2 separate regions of the Mus musculus genome follow, and region 1 is linked to region 2. Evidence: chromatin contacts called from public HiChIP or PLAC-seq data. All regions are on one chromosome and are shown on one strand. The core of a region is the stretch at or near the end of the contact, and the rest is flanking DNA. Distances in the headings are between cores, read along the strand shown.

Region 1 (6,186 bases), core at 3,067-5,566, 89 kb after region 2:
CCAGACAGCAGGAAGCACTTGCCTGGGGGTCATAAGATGCTGCCCTATGTTCGTGTCTGGAAGAAGAGGACACTGGGAACCCAGTAATTTTCTCTCCATAAATTCAGCCTGACATAGGAGAGCAAACTCCTTCTTGGCTTGCATTATTGGTTTGACCTCCTTTCTGACCCCTCACCCTTGGTGATCCTCTGCTCCAGTCTACACCATTTGTTCTGAGCCTCAGACCCTCTGCATGGAAGCTGTGTCAGCTTTGCTTGCAGCAGAGGCCACAGAGGAAGCTAGGGGCCCCAGAGGAACAGCACTGCTTTCCATCTGGCTCCAGGGAATTGCTAAGGCTGGCGGCGACCTATCAATTAAGCTGCGAGGCTGTTTGCGTTTGGATGTGGTTTGTGTGTCAGTCTGAGATTTAAAACAAAACAGAACAAAACAAGGCAATTTGTTTCATTGCATCTTAAACTGTTGATTTCTCGTCGTGTTCTCAAAACATGCTGGGGCACAACCACCATAAGGCAACTTCCATAAGGAGAAGAAATCACGTGACGAGCCTGCTTGCCTCTTCCCTCATTTCACTGCCTTGTGAAAGTGGCGAATTCTAAAGTTGAACTGGACTTCTCAGCTGGGACACTTGCTGCATTTAAAATCTGCCTGGAGGGTTGCTTAAAGTTTAAGTACCAGGATCCATCTTTCTGAGAACCAAGTATAGTTCTAAGGCCAAGGACATAGGACTATGGGTTTTGAGTCTTTGAGATTTATTATTATTATTATTTGTGAATGTGTGTGTGCATGTATGTATGTATGTTTGCATGTGTGTATGTATGTTATAGCTTTGAATTTCAAGAGTTATAAGAGATCTTAGAGATTAATCAACTTAGCATTTTCCAAACTTATTATAGGAAAACTGTGAAGACTGGGAGCAATGGATGGAGCTGACAACATTGCCCAGCCTTTAGGACTGGGCACCATCTGCTCTTGGAGTATGAGTTGGAATCCCTCTGCCTGAGGATCACAAGGAATCTGTACCAGTTATGTCATCTTGACACAAGCTAGAACCGTTTAGGAAGAGGGACTTTCAACTGAGAAGATGACCTCATAATACTGACCTGTAGACAAGTCTTCTTGATTATGATTGGTGGGAAAGGGCCCAGCCCACTGCGGCAGTGCTAACCCTGGTTGGGTGGTTCTGAGTTGTATGAAAAAGCAGACTGAGCAAGACACCAGGGTCAGAGTAGTAAGCCCTGTTCTTTGATGGTTTCTGCTTCAGTTCCTGACTGCAGGTTCTTGCCTTGAGTTTCTGCCCTGGCTTCCTTTAGTGATGAAGTATGCCGTAGAGCTGTAAGCTGAAGTAAAACCTTCCCTTCCTACAGTCGTGGAGCTTGACACAGCAATTGAAACCCATCTAAGGAAATGATGGCTTAGGTCATCTGGTCAACCCCACCTGAGAACACGTGACCCATGACCTTGTAGCTTCCCTGCTTTCTGCCTGTGATGCTTCCATGTGATCCCTCAGCCTCCCATCACTGGATGAGGATGAAGTGTGATAGTGGATGAGATGCCTGCTGGAAGTGCAAAACAATGTGAGCAGAAGGTCAGGTGATCGGATTATCAGAGAGCATCCGAGAACAGTGGAAGTAAAGCCCTTTCTTCTCCCAGTGACAAACCTGGGTCTTAGAACCTGGAAACCGTGAATTTGAACACAGCTTCCATTTTGGCTTCTGAGGGTCACTAGCTAGGAATCTGTCTCTAAGCTCACAATCTCGCCTAGCTGAGGTTAACTACTAGGAGCTCTTGCTTGGAGGGGAAGATGGTCAGTGGAGCAGGGAGATGTAAGTGGAGAGCAGGAGGAAGCTGGCACACAGAATGGACAGAATGAAACCTCTGGGCCCCATTCCTCCCCTAGCTCAGACCTCTGGAGGCACGAGGCACGTTTGACCCAGACAGTGTGTGAGACCAATTACAGGGCCTCTTCATCCGATGCTGCAGAAACTATGCAATCATGCCTTCAGGACATCCAGCCTTGTTCTGGTTCATATGAATTATTCACCCATCATACAAATAATCAAGGGCCCAAAGTGGCCCGGTGGGACTTCTCCATCCTCACAGACATCTGTTCTTACCCTCTCTTTATCCCTTTTAGTGACAAAGCTCTCTAGCTGGTTGGGAATGACACTTCACTGGGAAAAACCATCTCATGACCCCCCCCCCCACCTTTTCCCTCACAACACCTCCTAATCCATTTACTTTCACATCCTTGCCTAGAAATCTCCTGGAACTTTGACTCAGCCCTGGCTCCCAGGTCAAAAGCTTTTGCTGTAACAGAAGCTAGTCCCACCTCAATTTTTAAATAGCAAGTAACTAAAATATTCCAGACTCCAAATAGCACAGGGAAAATGGCCCACACACAGGGTGGAGACTACTATCACAATAGATGATTGTTTAAAGTGTTTTAATGGGTCTCAAACCTTGGTACATAAGATCAGCCTCCACTTGTATCCCCTTGACAGGCTCCAGTAAATAACATGAATTGACAGGAGTAAAACAACTTGCTCAGGAGCAACTGAGTGGGCTTAGAAGGAACAGTCAAGAAAGGAAAATTGCCACTTGGGTCACAAAGGAACTTTTTGTTGGGAACACTGGGGGATTTGGTGGGATGTGGTCCTGTTGACTAATCACCACTATAGAAAGTTTATGGCCTCTCTACCATGCCAACTTCTCAAATAACTTGAAAAACCCAAGAGGTGGCTGTTAATTTCAAAGGCAGTTATGTGAAGCTTTTAGTGAGTATGATACAGAGTATGTAATTAACAGCCTGTGAGATAATAAACCCTTGAAATAAGGCTTACAACAACAACAAAAACCCAGTTATATTTTTGTTTCAGCTAAAAGAACAGACATTTGCTTCTGTTATTTAAAGACAGAAAAATGTATAGTAAGGCATCCATATGTCACATGAGATGGGTCATTTCATTTCCCAAGAGCATGTGCTATGCTGCAGATCCCTGACTGCCCAGGAAGGTGGGGCTCTGAGATCCTCCAGATAGTTCTTGTCCAAAAGAAGGCAGGTTACATATGGTGGCCACTAGTTGGCCCATAAACAATATCTCTGGAGCCTTCCCTGTCTCTTTGATAATAATGTGGCAGATAATGCAAGGGGGTGGGGTTCACCACACCCAGGAATGGCACTAGGTATAGAAGCCAGAGAATGAACCTGTGGCTTCCTTGACTGAGAGAAGAAAATGACCAAAGAAGAACAAGACATCCCGTGTTTTCTCTGTGGAACTAGGAGCTGAGGGGCCACATGGAAGAAGCAAAATGGGTAGACCTGGTTCTCCAGGCAGAGAACTTCTAGATCCACATGTACCATTTGATTCTGCATGTTAGGAAATGGGCACCTAATAGGTCTGAAAATTCTCAGCTGTGGTAACAGGAAGGTAGGGTCCCCCTCACCTTTAACCAGCTATCTATGACTGACCCATCTAATCCATGGAGTCTATAATAGTACCACTCCTCCTCTTCCTCCTCTTCTTCCTTCTCTTCCTCCTCCTCCTCTTTCTCCTCCTCTTCTTCCTCCTCTTCCTCCTCCTCCTCCTCTTTCTCTTCTCACCTTGCAAATCACACAGTACCTATCCTATCATTTCTGTATCGACCGCTCATTAAACATGGTCCTAAGAGCTAGGGATATAAATGTCAGAAGGTGAAAATCGACCAGAATCTCTCCTTCCCCCATTGGCCACAACTCACAGGGCAGCCCCACCCACAGGATGAGCAGGTACATCCCTGCTGGGGGCTGTGGCTGGCTTTACCCTTCTTTCCATATCTGCTGTGAGTCAGAGCGGTGTTTTCAGGCATGGGGATTCTTGAGCTAAACCTCAATGTGCCTAACGCCTCTGGCCAAGGTCTGAATTTTGTTTGTTGGTTTGTTTTTTGAGACAGACACTTTCTATGTAGCTCTGGCTATCCTGGAACTCACTACGTAGATTAGGCTGGGGTCTAACTCACAGAGATACGACTGCCTCTGTCTCCCCAGGGCTGAGACTAAAAGGCTGTGTCCCCGCTCCTAGCCCTTGGCCAAGGATCGAAACAAATATAGCATAACGAAAAACATAACATAACAAGCAGGCCTTCTTTGGAGCAGTGTTGAGGAGGGAAGGGAATAGTGTAAACAAAGAGATTAGTTACAAGAGAATGAATGGTTTCCTGCCTTGGCACTGGCACCAAACACAATCTTTCCCATTACCTAATTCAGTCTTGTTGGCAGCATCCATTCTGGCCTCAAGTCTGTGTTTTTTTGAAGGTGGTTTTTCTGCCTTGACACGGTATGGGAACATTAGTAGTTTCCAGGGACTGACCCTCAGTGCTCATCATTTTCTCTTCCCCTGGGTGTAAGTGCACAAGAGTCCAGGAAATCCCCTCCTAGAAGTTTGAAATCTGGAGAGTACTGGGTGAAATCTGACAGCTTTACCTACCTCCAGCAGATCTGAACATGCTGTGAATTGCATCTGTGGTCTGTGGGAGTCTGGAATGCATAGGAAAGCTACTTGCATAGGAAAGCTACTCGCAGCCCGTTTTGTATTTAGGATACTCTCTTGCTCTCTCCAGACAATCATATACAAAAAAAAAAAAAAAAAAAAAAAAAAAAAAACCAAGAGGGTGGCTATGCTTGAGGAAAGGAAGGCCATAGAAAGCAGAATTGCTCTCTGAGAGTCAAGAACATTATTCTAAAGTTTTTAACAAAAGAAAGTAAGGTTCAAAATGCACGTTGAACTTTGCCCTGAATTTTCAGCGTTCCCTAGTTCTCGAGGTGTCTAAGAAATCCCTGGTCAACGTGCTTCATTACTGTTAGCTCGTCCTTACTCCCCAGCCTCCACGCTAGGGAGGCTCCTAATGATTCTTAACTCCACTCCCCTGCCACGACAGACTGATGCTGATTGTCACTGGGGCCTCCCTCTGGGATAGGGTGTCTTAAGACTTAAGCCTGAGACACTCTGAAGGAACTTTGTCTTTCTGAAAACACATACAGAAGACTTTGGTTAGACAGGGTGCAGGAAGGCCAGGAGCCCCCAGTCCAGAGCCAAAAACTGCTTCTTAACCACTCCAGTTTCTGGGCTCAGATCCTCAGTAGCTAGGTCAGGGAGCTCCAACATCCCCTAGTGATATAGTCAGTAGAGGGAGGCATATAAGAAGTGCCGTCTTGGAGAGGAACTTGTAAGTTCTCCAGAGAAGCGCTAAGACGCAAGCTGACTCTCTGGTTATGAACGAGAAGCAGGTATTTCTGAATAAAGCCTTTTAACCTAACTTTAGATCCCTGCCAGGTTACTGTGTCTACTTCCTATCGTTACAATAGACTATTCCAGGCTGGGTAATTTATAAAGACATTTTAGTTCTAGGATTTTGAGGTCCAAAAGGATGGTACCAGCATCTATTTGGATTCTGGTGTAGCCATCTAATGTTCAGTGTATGGAGGAAGACGAAGGCACGTCAGCATGTATAGAACAGAGGTCACGTAGACAGAAGAGCAGTGATCAGTCAAGCATGGAAGAGATGCATCACATAGATGGAAAAGCATTGATCAGGCAAGCACGGAAGAGATGCACACATGCTCAATAGATGTACACACGTGCAGGAGGAAGTAAAAGAAAAATAGAGGAAGCTGAACATGTTTTATAGACACTCAACCTGGTGGTAACCCATCCAGTCCCACCAAGTGGGGATTCATTCCTGCAATAAAAGGAAGGAATCTTTCTCAGTCTCTTATGGGCTCCGTCACTTGTCGGCACCATTATCCTCGCAACCAGATTTGTCCCAGTGTAATCTTCAGAGAAGACAAACCATGCCCACCCCTACCATCAGCTGTGCACGCAGCTGCCAGCAAAGGCTTAAGGAGTCACTCTCTGCCCACACAAGCATGGGTGTGGTCAGCCCACAAGCAAGAGCAAACCTCTCTCTGAGAGGGATGGGGACCTTTTGATCATTTCCTGAGTTCCATAGATGTACCGGACTCTGTCCCTCTAGCTCAGTGGTTCTCAACCTTCCTAATGCTGAGACCCTTTAATATGGTTCCTCATACTCTGGCCACTCCCAACTGTGAAATTATATTTCCTGCAACTTCCTGTCTGTAATTTTGCTACTGTTATACATCATAATGTAAATAAATACCTGATGTGTAAGGTATCTGATATCCAAACCCTG
Region 2 (6,714 bases), core at 3,314-5,813:
GTCAAATGGTTTATATAGACAGTCACTGAAGAAGTAAGTTAGAGATCCTTGCTCTTTCATGGCAGGATGAAACTATATGACTTCATTCAAAGAGCACATTGTGAAGGGGAGGGGGCAGAAGAGAAATCTAATAAACGGGAGCCTGGACAGGTGGCTAAGATCAACATCAATAGTCACAATTCCTGTTGTTAATAGCGGCCTTCATGTGGTGTGATCAAAACCCACTTTATCTCTGTGATCCTTGCCTTTCAAGTCCATGGCCTCCATTCAATCAAAAAAAAAAAAAAAGATTCTGTCTAATTGCAGGACATTTTACAATGCCCCAGGACTCTGAAGACTCTCAAGAATGCCAGATGTCAAGGCACGTTCCTGCAAGCCCAGGACACTGGGGACTGAGCTGGGAGGATTGTGAATTCAAGGTCAGATGGGTTACCCTGTCTCTAAACCCACCATATAGATCATCAACCCCCAAGCAACTCTTAGAATGTGGCACTTCAAATACAAGCCTAAGGAGACATCGTAAGTAAAAGTAATGAGGTGTGTTGTACAGGATCCAGGCACAGAAAAGATACTGGGGACACAGAGGAAGCCCAAATAATTAGGACCTTAATTAAAATAGCATTGCAGGGTTGCAGAGGTGGCTGGGCATTAAGACCACAGACTGCTGTTGCAAAGGACCTGAGTTTGGTTCCCAGGATCAAGAATTTGGTTCTTCCCACCATGACAAATTGCTCACAACCACTTGTAACTATAGTTTTAGTGGCCTCCAAAGGCACCAGGGCATACCATACACATGCACGCACGCATCCATGCATGCATGTAATTTAAAATAAACTCTTTAAAACTGTACTTTAATATTGCTCATTAGTCGCTAACAGGGGAGAATGGTGTGTTATCTCATAGTTTATGTGCAAATTTAGAACTATTTAAGAATTTTTTCTTAAAAATAAATGTTGAGATGGCAATAAGCGAACCGTCATGCACTGGTAGGAGGGATATAAAGCAGTCACTATGGAAGTAACCATGGAGATTCCTCAAGAAACCCAGCTACACCACTCTGAATCAGCATGCCATAGAGACACTTGCACATCAGCTCACAATATCTAAGTTAAGGGACCAATCTAGGAGTCCAACTACAGAAGGATGAATAAAGAAAAGGTGGCAAAAATACACAACGGGATTGCTTTCAGCCACTAGGAAGAATGAAATTAGACCTTCAGGAAAATGGTTGCAACAGAACTAATCAGGCTAAACATGTTAATCACGTTGAATAAATTAAGCCATTTGCAGAAAGACGAATAGTGCCCTTCTTTCTCTTCTATATGGCACTAGGTTTTATGTAGATACAATAAAAAATTTGTGTACATAGGCATGACATCAAAGGAGAGATGCAGCTGTCTGGGAGAGCAAGGGGGCCTAATGGCAGAGGTGAGGTGAGAGAAAGGGGAAGACAGAGTGGGGAATGTATATTCAGTGTAGAATATACACAGTAAAAATGTCCTCACCTAACACAATGCCATGCACAATGGATATATAATGAAAAGAGTTAACCTGCAGGAGAGAAATGCTGAGAAGAGGGTAAGTAAGTCCTCTATTATTTTAAAAAGATGATTTCCATCTTTTACTCATTGTTCTATAATTGAGGACTTGTGGTTTTAACTTCTTTAAAATATAAAATGATAGAAATAATAATCCAGCAAAGTAAGCCAAATTTTAAAGCACCAAGTATGCATATACATAAAAGTATTAGGCTCCAAATTTTTCAGATTTTTTTCTTATTTTCATGTATATATGTTCATGTATCTGTGTGATTGTATGCCTTATTTATTTAGTGCTTTCAGAGGCCAGAAGAAGGCATCATTGTCTTGAAGCTGGAGTTTAAGGAGGTTATGCGCCATGTGCTAGGGGTACTGGGCACCAAATTCAAGTACTCTGTAAGAGCAGGAAGCACTTTTAACTGCTGAGCCATTTCTCTATCCCAAGACTCAATATTCTTTTTCCCATGTGGTTGCATTATTAGGATGAAAACATGAAGTCTCTATGACAAAAATAAACTCTGTATTGGCAAATTGTTTCAGTATACAGAATACTACTGAATGAGAAACTACTGGACAACAAGACTTTAGAGCAGCAGTTCTCAACCTGTGCGTCATGACCCCTTTGAAGGTTCAATGACCCTTTCATAAGGGTCACTTAAGACATTCAGAAAACACTAATAATTACATTGCAATTAATAACAGTTGCAAAGTTACAGTTAGGAAGTAGGAAGGAGAATAATTTAATGGTTGGGGCTCACCACATGTGAAACCTTATTAAGGAATGCAGCATTCGGAAGGTCAAGAACCTCTGCTTTAGCGAATGCTGGTGAACCTGGACTCTTACCTGTCAGTATTAGGTGACTAGATTTTGATTCTCTGACAAGAGGCTCCTGTTCCACCTGGCCTAGTATTGACCAACATATGGCTCTTTGGGTGACAGGCTCATGAGTTCAGATTGTTTTGAATGTTTAGCAGTTTACTTGGGAATCTTCTGGAAGTTATAGAGTCATATCTTTACTCTCTCCAAGGAGATAGGAAACAGGGTGTCCCTGAAAGTCTCTTGTGGATTCCACGTAGCTCATCAACAAATAGACAAAGTAAACGTCTGCACCATGGTGGAGGGTCGGGGGTGGAAAAGGCTTTCTCTTGGTATAATGCTGGCATTTACAACCCAAACACAGGGCTTCAATGTCTTCCATTTATTCCCTCATACTTACAGAATAGTTGATATGTCCAAGGGCTATGCTGGGAACTGTGAACAACAGAAAGATGAATTAACATGGAAGAAAGCTCTTTAGATGACTTAATCTTTAACCTAGCCAGCCCAAGATCTATTTCTACCCATGTATCCTCAGATCCCCTTAGCTTATTACATAAAGAAATGACTTCTGAAAAGTTTTAAAGGGATACAAAGAATAGGGACTACTGTATGCAACAGGTATTTCTTATGATACACTGATTTCAGGAAACATTAGCGAGGCTCATGTGAAAATTGAATGCTTCATACAGAAAGACTATAAAACATTTCAACCTGTATTTATCACACTTGTCTTTTGAGTTCATAAGTTTTTTTTTTTAACATTAGAAGCTGATACAATTTGTTAGGACCAAGTGGACATTTATTCTGTATACGAATAAATCTTGAAGAATAGTTCCAAAAAAAAGAAAGAAAGATGAATTAAACGTGGGCCTCACTGATCTTTCCTCAAGGAACTGATCACTGATGCGAAAATAGTCTCACATAAACAATGAAACAAGAGAGAGTGATCACTGGGGATTAATAATACTGAGAAGATATAATTATTCAACTTTCCTCTGCTACTTAATAAAACTTATGGGAGCATATGAAGCTATTTATCACTCAGTCACACCTAATTACATCTTTGGCTAAAGTTCTCACAATGTTCTATCTGCGTCCTTCATTTATAGTCTTCCAAGGTTTGGTTAGTCATCAGGTAGAATAGATGGGAGTAGCTTAGCTGGCTTCTCCCAGCCACTGGGATAAAATATGTAGCATTTAGCAGGCTACAAATTATCTTCTGCCTGGGCCTGGACCTACCTACTTCTACAAGCCTCATCTGCCCACCTGCCACGTTCCAAATAGTGAGTACCAGAGGCATTCCACATAGGGAGTGGTGGAAGGTATTCCACACTGCTGTGTTCTTTCACTCTCTTCACTCTCCTCAGGACCCCTTCCCTGCCTTTCCTCCTGTGCTCCATCTGACATAGCAGTGTTCTTTGCATCGCAGCAGGAGAATCATCTATCTTAGGGCCCACCCACTGGGCTATTACCCCTCCCCTGTGCTACTACAGTTCTGTGCAACTCGTGGCCCTGTCCCATCTATTAGCTTCTGGAATGTACACCCATCTTCATAAGTCCTTACTCACCCTTACACCATCCTTTGGTAGCCCTCCTCCCTTTAGAGGTAATCATTTCTTCCTCTGATGAGTCATTAAACTTTGTTTATTCCACCATTAAAGCCCCAGCTGTTTTGGCTTTTTGTTATTCGTTACTGTGGTCTATGAAAATTTTGCTGTTGACAGTGTGTCAAGCTTGCTGTGTAGTCAGGGATGATTGTGAACATCTGATGCACCTGCAGCCATCTTCCCCCTCCTTTCATTTCACCTATGTGCAAGCCATTTCAGAAGGCACCCGTATCTATCTTCTTCATCATATCTCAGCACAATACCAGGCGGAACACCTACGATTAAGATCATTATTTGTGTGGTTAGTTGGGCCTCTAGGCAACCAAACATCCCAAGGGAGGTGTAGAGGGTGTCTCACTTGGCCCCATTTCTGGACATTCTAACAGTTCACACCAGTCTGTATCAGACATAATGAACCACACACATCCAAGAGATGGGAATTTAAAGCATGTGTGTTTCATCTCTCACGATACCTCTTTTGCATCTATGACGAAGCACAAGGAAACAGTTGGGATCCAAACCTGCAGTATAAAAGGGCAGCTTGTCAGCAATACCATTGTTTTCTGCCAGAGCTAGCAGGCAGCTTCGGCTGCACATTCCACAGACATGAATAATATCAGTTGTGATTACACTTCAGCATCTCCTTCATCACCAATCCCGTAGACACAGAGTATAACCTAATTAGGAAATGTGAAAGCACCCGTTTCTGGGAAGGAGCATTAAAGGGAAGAGAGGGATCCCAGCTTCTCCCTGATGTGGGTGGGTCTCACTGAGAGTCACATACAGGTTGGAGTCTGGCAAAGTTCAAGGGTAGATGGGGCCTGCCTAGTCACATTCCTCACATAATCAGTAAGAGGGTGAGAAAGAGATGCAGCTGGGAATGGAATACCTTGACTTCCGTCCTATAATACTTTCTTCAGTGCACAATGCGGCAGATATCAGGACTGATAAGTCAATCAACTATTAACGTATTAGTACTGTGAACTCTCCTTGTCTAATACTTTTATTGTTTACTGTTTAGACTCCTGTCGATAAAGACTCTGAATTTTTTTTTGGCTGACAGCTGCTCATCTGTTCATTTATGCTTGTTTATCTTTTCATCGTGGTACTTATGTGGCACCTGGAAGATATCGCTCTGCCTTCCAACATGCAGAGAGTGGAAGACTAAGGATGTCTGCTAAGTTAATGTACAAGAATCAAGCCACTGTCCTTTTCTTTGTACACAGAAAAACATTTGTATAGCCATTTCTTCTTGCATTCCTCCAGTCTCAGTGAGCCCTTGATAGGTTGCTATTTATCCTATGTCTCGGGTACTCTGGTGTTAGCGTTACAGAGCAACCAGCAAGAAGTAAGAAGAACCTGCGAGCAGGAGAAATCAAGAGACTCTCATCTGCTCTGGGAATGAGCACCCAACCAAACACAGAGCCCGGTCAATTGATTTAACTTACAGAACTTCAATCTTCTTTCAAAAGTTAAAGTTGATACCACCAACCTGTGTATGATCCCCAGTGAGACCCACCCATGTGAGTGAGAAGCTGGGATCTCTCTCTCACCCCTATACACTCACCCCAGCTTCTGTTGACTCCGTATAGACTCTAGGATCTGTCTCACCTTGACCATGTGTGAGCGTCAGTGTTCTGAGATTTGTTGGTGATAAGACATGGGATCCCAGCAGCCCAGATCACTAGAATTCCTTGTCTTGAAATTCAGTTCAGCCAATCTGTAGCATCCTTATAGTTTGATGCCCGTGTTTCCAAGTGTTTTCTGTATCTTTCATTTCCTAAAACATGGCTTCCCCGAAACTCCTGAATAACCCTGCAATTTTATTGCTTTTTCTTTCCCTGAGATAATATTCTGGTCTTGAAATAGATTTCTATGAACTATTAGATTCTCACTTAATTTTGTTAAGGCCGTAAGGATGGGTGAGGCCATTTTGCTTCTGTCTTCTAAGGGAACACATGTGGCTCTATCTAGATGCTCTTCTATTGCCTTGGTTTCCATATGCCTTATTTGCTTATCCTAGGTTCTCTTGTCACTTCTGTCCTTACCTGGCCCAGAAGTACAGCTACCCCTATTTTGCCTGGAGGCCATCCTTTACTAAAGCATCTAACAACTAGATAAGAAAGAATAGTTTTAGGCTCAGAGGAATTTAGTGACTTTATTAAATGCATATTTAACAAATATCAGAGGCAGGCCTCAATGAAAGATTCCTTTCTCTAAATAGTTTGTGGTTTGTCTAAATCCATACTATTTGTTCTGAATATCAACCATTAAGGTTTTGAAAACTAGATAGGGCCAGAAAAAAAAAAGCATATCACGATTTAGGAAATCAGTGCTGTATTATGATTTTTGTCACTTGATAGGCTTCTTCTGGTTAATAATTTATTTCTTCTGGATCTTTCCAAATTGTTGGAACAGAATATCTAGCACCTCCAGACTCAGACAAAGCTGCCATGTGGGTGGGAAAAAGGTGACAATACCTATGGGATGGCATGTAGGAACAAGTAAGGTCCCAAAGTCCCTTTGGAGTTGTGTGGAATGGAGGCTTCTGTTTTCCAAACCTATACTATTATATTTGTGGTTAGGCTCTTGGGACATCCCATACCAACTGACTAAATGCTTCTGGGGCACATATTATAATTCATTGAGTAGCTGAAGTAATGCCTGTGTCATGTTCTTGCAATGCAATAATGAGGGTTCAAATCTATTAAGGAGTGTTTAAGTGTTGTTCTTAGTAGAATTGTCTCCT

Evidence for each region. HiChIP or PLAC-seq counts read pairs in DNA pulled down with a chosen protein or histone mark.
Region 1: a contact with region 2 is called in an H3K27ac HiChIP or PLAC-seq map of embryonic fibroblasts, with 10 read pairs. The contact joins two enhancer-like sites. A contact is called at or near these places in 1 of 39 promoter capture datasets (the SN4741 cell line), 1 of 15 datasets of contacts at CTCF or cohesin (the NIH/3T3 cell line), 5 of 484 Hi-C or Micro-C datasets (DN3 thymocytes, Sertoli cells, adipose-derived mesenchymal stem cells and 2 more) and 3 of 115 datasets of contacts at active chromatin or transcription factors (embryonic fibroblasts, embryonic stem cells and vascular smooth muscle cells).

The regions. Positions count from the first base shown.
Region 1 is chr17:79,457,630-79,463,815 of GRCm38.p6, forward strand. No RefSeq gene overlaps it. Among named protein-coding and RNA genes, the nearest start is that of Gm32954, 9.0 kb to the left of the region's middle. Within about 2 kb of position 4,317, at least 23 of the 459 cell types and tissues checked have an H3K27ac peak or open chromatin away from gene starts, as enhancers often do. A contact at or near this core is called in embryonic fibroblasts, where this site is marked.
Region 2 is chr17:79,368,583-79,375,296 of GRCm38.p6, forward strand. No RefSeq gene overlaps it. Among named protein-coding and RNA genes, the nearest start is that of Cdc42ep3, 17 kb to the left of the region's middle. Within about 2 kb of position 4,564, at least 37 of the 459 cell types and tissues checked have an H3K27ac peak or open chromatin away from gene starts, as enhancers often do. A contact at or near this core is called in embryonic fibroblasts, where this site is marked.